2 separate regions of the Mus musculus genome follow, and region 1 is linked to region 2. Evidence: chromatin contacts called from public promoter capture Hi-C data. All regions are on one chromosome and are shown on one strand. Each heading gives the region's core, a stretch centred on a gene start, on an enhancer-like site or on the middle of the called end of the contact. The rest is flanking DNA. Distances are from core to core; before and after follow the strand shown.

The links. Promoter capture Hi-C pulls out the DNA fragments that hold promoters and counts their contacts.
Region 1: a promoter capture Hi-C map of hippocampal neurons shows a contact between it and region 2, with 2.1 times the contacts expected there. The contact joins the enhancer-like site here to the promoter of Xpa in region 2. A contact is called at or near these places in 7 of 39 promoter capture datasets (the 3T3-L1 cell line, cranial neural crest, hippocampal neurons and 3 more), 7 of 484 Hi-C or Micro-C datasets (cerebellum, embryonic stem cells, muscle stem cells and 3 more), 2 of 115 datasets of contacts at active chromatin or transcription factors (embryonic stem cells and forebrain) and 2 of 9 other capture datasets (embryonic stem cells and pancreatic islet).

What each region holds. Positions count from the first base shown.
Region 1 is chr4:46,428,043-46,430,742 of GRCm38.p6, reverse strand. No RefSeq gene overlaps it. Among named protein-coding and RNA genes, the nearest start is that of Anp32b, 22 kb to the left of the region's middle. Within about 2 kb of position 1,397, at least 28 of the 459 cell types and tissues checked have an H3K27ac peak or open chromatin away from gene starts, as enhancers often do. A contact at or near this core is called in forebrain and hippocampal neurons, where this site is marked.
Region 2 is chr4:46,194,894-46,197,593 of GRCm38.p6, reverse strand. Xpa (xeroderma pigmentosum, complementation group A) reads left to right here and starts at 1,283. Exons shown (of 6, transcript NM_011728.2): 1 at 1,283-1,545. The coding sequence starts at 1,374.

The DNA.
Region 1 (2,700 bases), core at 148-2,647, 230 kb before region 2:
CTCCCCAGGAAAAGTTAAGCAAAATAGCTCAGATTGGTATCAAACTAGAGATTTTCCTACTTCTGAGATTACTAGTATGGGTCAGCACACTGGGCTTTAAATAACTTTTTTTTTTTTTTCAAGACAGGGTTTCTCTGTGTAGCCCTGGCTGTCCTGGAACTCACCTTGTAGACCAGGCTGGCCTTGAACTCAGAAATTCGCCTGCCTCTGCCTCCCAAGTGCTGGGATCAAAGGTGTGCACCACCACCGCCGGGCTTAGGAGCTTGGCTTTTTACATAATGCCAAGGGTGAAACTCATGCCCTCATGCCGGTGTGCCAGGAACTTCACTGGCTGAGCCATCTCCCAGTCCTGGCCCTAGCTCTTGGTTCCCGCCTCGATTACAAGCTGCTCATGTCTCTGGGTCCTACCTGAGAGTTCTCCACCCTAACCTGTCACCTCCGATGAAGCTTCTTGTAGCCATTTCTACAATGTTGAAGTGAATGACATAATAATAATGGTTCATATTTTAAATTGTTCAAAGGAAGGCTGGAGAGAGATGGCTCACCACCACCTGTAACTCCATCCAGCTCCAGGATATTCCATATCCTCTTCTGGCCTCTGGAGACATATACACATGTGTGTATAAACATGCATAGGCACACGCCTAAACATAAGTGAAAATATAATTAATCTTAAAAATTTTCATAAACATCTAAATGATGTATCCGTGCCTGTGTGCATGTGCATGTGTATGCATATATGTGTGTTCGTTTGTACACATGTTTATGTGTGTGTGTGTTTGTGCACGTGCATGCATGTGTATCTGTGTCTGTGTGCATGCATGAGTGTGTGTGTGTGTGTGTGTGTGTGTGTGTGTGTGACTGGGCCTCACATATACTCAGATCTACATCCCCAGTTAGCTGCCTTTCCACCTTTCATTTTGAGACAGTGTCTCACAAAATTACCCATACTGGAATTAAACTCACTTTGTAGCATGGGTAGGTATTGACCTTGTGATCCTCCTGCCGTGGCCTCTCAAGTCACTGGAATTACAGGCTTGCATCACCAAGCCTGGAAACACTTTTCTCTCTCTCTTTTCTCTCTCTCTCTCTCAATACATTCTCAATAGTAGCAAATCTGAATATGTTTAACTGTATCATATGCTTATTTTCAAAAAGATTCTTATCAATATACCACCATCGTTTTAATTATTATAATCACAATGATTCCCTCTTCCTTGGGATGAGGGTCAGCTTGTCCTTTGGAATACTGTCAGGCAACTGCCCATGCCACGAGTTGCTGCCCCTTTCTCTTCTAATGATCACAGCTCATTTTATTCCTCAAGTAGTCTTCTCTTCTATAATTAGCACGCTTATTATGCAGTGTATTCAAATGTTAATGCGCACACTGTACTGACGCTATTGTGAGAGTCATTTTGCTCAGGAGCTAAAATTATGTTGCCATCCTGCCTGATGCTAGGGGCTCTGTGCTTGAAACCTGTTTCCACACGCAAGGAGCCAAGGCTGTTTAATGAGCACGCTGAGCTGGAAGGAGAAGAGTCTGACAGTGTAGCACCTGTAAACTAAACGGGGTCAACAGGTAAAGAGGCCTGCTCACTTGGAAGGAGCTGCCCATCACTATGGAGACAGTGCATGCTAGAGGAGGCTGGCGGTAGGGCATGCATCACACGGCCCCTATGGGGGGCTCAACAGCAAACCTTCTCTTTCTTTAGGCTAGGTCACCAGAAATAAGGGTCACAGTTCTGACCCTTAGAGATATCTCCCAGGAATGTAGCTAAAGTCGGACCAGGCTCTCAGTTGTGACTGTGCTTCTGAGGACACTGGCCCTGTCCTGAGGTCTGTTCACCTGTCACAGATGTTCTGATAGTTCTTTTTCTTTTCTTTTGTCTTTTAGACAGGGTTTCACAGTGTAGACCAGCTGCAGGCTGGACTTGAATTCACAGAGGTCAGCCCAAATCAAATCTACCTCTCAAATGCTAGGATTATAGGTGAACACTTTCTTTCTTTCTTTCTCTTTCTTTCTTTCTTTCTTTCTTTCTTTCTTTCTTTCTTTCTTTCTTTCTTCCTTTCTTCCTTCCTTCCTTCCTTCCTTCCTTCCTTCCTTCCTTCCTTCCTTCCTTCCTTCCTTCCTTTCTTCCTTCCTTTCTTCCTTTCTTCCTTTCTTCCTTTCTTCCTTTCTTCCTTTCTTCCTTCCTTCCTTCCTTCCTTCCTTCCTTCCTTCCTTCCTTTCTTTCTTTCTTTCTTTCTTTCTTTCTTTCTTTCTTTCTTTCTTTCTTTCTTTTGGTTTTTCGAGACAGGATTTCTCTGTATAGCCCTGGCTGTCCTGGAACTCACTTTGTAGACCAGGCTGGCCTCAAACTCAGAAATCTGCCTGCCTCTGCCTCCCGAGTGCTGGGATTAAAGGTGTGCGTCACCATGCCCGGCAGTGAACACTTTCATATCCAGCTCACTCCTCTTTCCCTCTCCTTCTCCCCCTCCCTCTCCCCCTCTCCCCCTCCCTCCCTCTCTCTCTCTCTCTCCCTCTCTCTCTCTCTCCCCCCTCTCTCTCCCTCCCTCCCTCCCTCTCTCTCCCCCTCTCTCTCTCCCTCTCTCCCTGTCCCCCTCACCCCCCTCTCCCCCTCACCCCCCTCTCCCCCTCACCCCCCTCTCCCCCTCTCCCTCTCTCTCTCCCTCTCTCCCCCTCCCCCTCTCCCTCTCCCT
Region 2 (2,700 bases), core at 34-2,533:
CCTGAGCCAAAGGAGAGGGAGTTAACCTGGAAAGGAAGAACAAGTTGCCAAGAGTTTCAAAACACTGGGGCTCAGGACGCACCTGAGCCACACCCTGCAACCTGTCAGATTCGGTGCTTTGTGGGGGAGAGGATTCTGAGCACTGGCCACTCTCAGAGGTTATTTTGGGGGAGATCCTGTTACCTCATTCCCTCAGCCACCAAGCCAGAAATGTGCAGAGACTGTGGTGGTCATCACAGGTGCTGCCACTTAAGGTTTGGTGCTACCCAGGGGTGGGGTGGAGGTGGGGTTCTTTATAATTCTGGTGCTCAGATTCCCTGCTCTGGCCAGAAAATACATCCACAGAGTTGCACAATCATCAAGAGTGTCTAGTTCTAGAATTCTCATCACCTCAGGAGGCAGCCTCATACCTACAGAGGAGCATCTCCTCCTGGTTACTCCTTAGCTGCAAACTCTAGGAACCTCTGGACTGCTTTCTGTTATGGCGGGCTTGCTTATTCTGTGAGTTTCACATAAACATATGCATTTGTGAATGGCTTTTTCCTCTTAGAGTAACATTTTCAAAGTTCAGTCATGTCGTAGCATGGACCAGCGCTTCATTTTTCTCATGTTTGAAGAAAAATAGTTCATTGTATGGTAATACTATGCATTGTTTAGCCATTCAAAAGTTGATGGACATTTGGGTAGATTCCAGCTTTTGGTTTTCGGGAGCAGCTATGCTATGAACAAGCCCCCTGGCACATCGGTCCAAAACACGGGGAGTAACAATGTGCATTTCTTTTCCAAAGCCATCTTTGGAAAGATGGCTCACACAGGAGGAGTCACTGCCACATCACGTTTCCCCCACTGGATGAAAACAAGGGTTTCATTTGTGTATAGAATGGCCAGTCTGTTGTCATGGGGCTGTCTGGCTCTCCATGTGGCTATGGCTTTGGCTCTCTACCCATGGCCCGCAGCTGGGTTTGGAGCTCATACCACGTCCCACTTTTCTCTGTTGCCTTCCTGTTTTCTCATGCTTTTTAGCTGTCACACAGCCATTCTTTCCCAATGCTCTTTTCCATGTTCTCTTTACTTTTGGAGACAGGGTCTCATGTAGCTCAGGCTGGTCTGGAACACAGGGATGACTTTAAAGTCCTGATTCTCCCCCATCGCTTAGTCCGGATTGTTTGTCAACAAGTGCACTATCATCTCTTCCGCCACCACTCCTCGGCTGCGCAGGCGTACTGCCTCGCCCTTCATAGGCTTTTCCACCAGGACTCCTCGACTGCGCATGCGTAGCTCTTCTCCTTGCCTGGTGATGGAGTAGGGCCGGGTACTTGTGGCTCCGCTGTTCACCAACAATACGCGTTCCCTTCCTACGGAGTGTGTAGGCGATGGCGACGGCCGAGGAAAAGCAGACGTCACCTGAGCCCGTGGCCGCGGACGAGCCCGCGCAGCTGCCGGCCGCCGTACGCGCGAGCGTGGAGCGGAAGCGACAGCGGGCACTGATGCTGCGCCAGGCTCGGCTGGCTGCGCGGCCCTACCCCGCGGCGGCGGCCACCGGAGGTGGGGTCCCCTCCACGGGCGCGCGTAGGGCCTCCCTCCCGCGGGTTTGTGACCGCATCCCGGGCCTTCCCGCTGCGCCTTGGCCGCCCGCTCTGGCTCGGTGTGCGGGAACAGCCGAGCACGCCCGCGTCTCTGTGGTCCCTGGCCTTCCCTGTCGTGCCCTTTGCCCGGCACGTCTATGGTGCAGAGCTTTCAGCCTGCGCCGTCTCCCAGGCCAGCACCCAGCAGAACTGACCCTGACCCAGTCTTTTACATGGGCCGCGCCTTCCAGGGCTCAAAGTAGAATAACACTCGCAGAGCCTAGCACTTGGGAGTTACTCTATTGTATTCTTATGGACACCTTGGAAAATGGAAAGGGCAGGGCTTGGTAACCCTGTTTTACTGAGTGGCATGTTGCCCTGGGTTCATTTTGGCTATACTTGGCATTTTAGGGTAGCCCCTGTCTTGCTGTTTTCCGGTTTTAATGTCCGTTGTGCTTTAGGCTGCTGGTATTGCTCTTTGGAGTAATTCACCCGAGTTATTTCTACAAAAGTAATTTACTTCTTTTCAATCCCTCTTTCACAACTCCACTATATATATATATATGTGTGTGTGTGTGTGTGTGTGTGTGTGTGTGTGTGTATGTATATACATATATACATATACACACATATGTATGTATATATTTATATATATATACACACACATATGTGTGTGTGTGTTAAGTACTTGTTTTGGCAGCAGGTATAAATAATAATGCGTATATTTTATGGCTGTTTGTACCTTTAGACTTGCCATTGAATTTGATTTGTTGCTCTTGACCAGCAGAGCTGGCTTGTAACTAACTAGCTTAGATTTGAATCTTTCAAAATAAATCGAAAGCCCTTACTTACCATTTTGTAAAGTAAAAAGTACTTTTCATTATCTTTGTTGGTTATAGTGCAGATCTTGTAAGTCCGAAATTGCACCCTCAGTTTCTCATTATTTGTAGGCGGATGGACACTGTTGGATAAATGGCTTACCAATGTCCATCTACCTGCTGGCAACGTCTAGAGTCATGAGAGTTTCTACAACGTCAGACAGCCTGGCAAGTGCAGAGACAGTATAGTTCAGTTCCACACGAGAAGTCCAGAGCACTAGGAAAGCTAGAAGTAGCCGAAGTAGTAGCCTGATTGC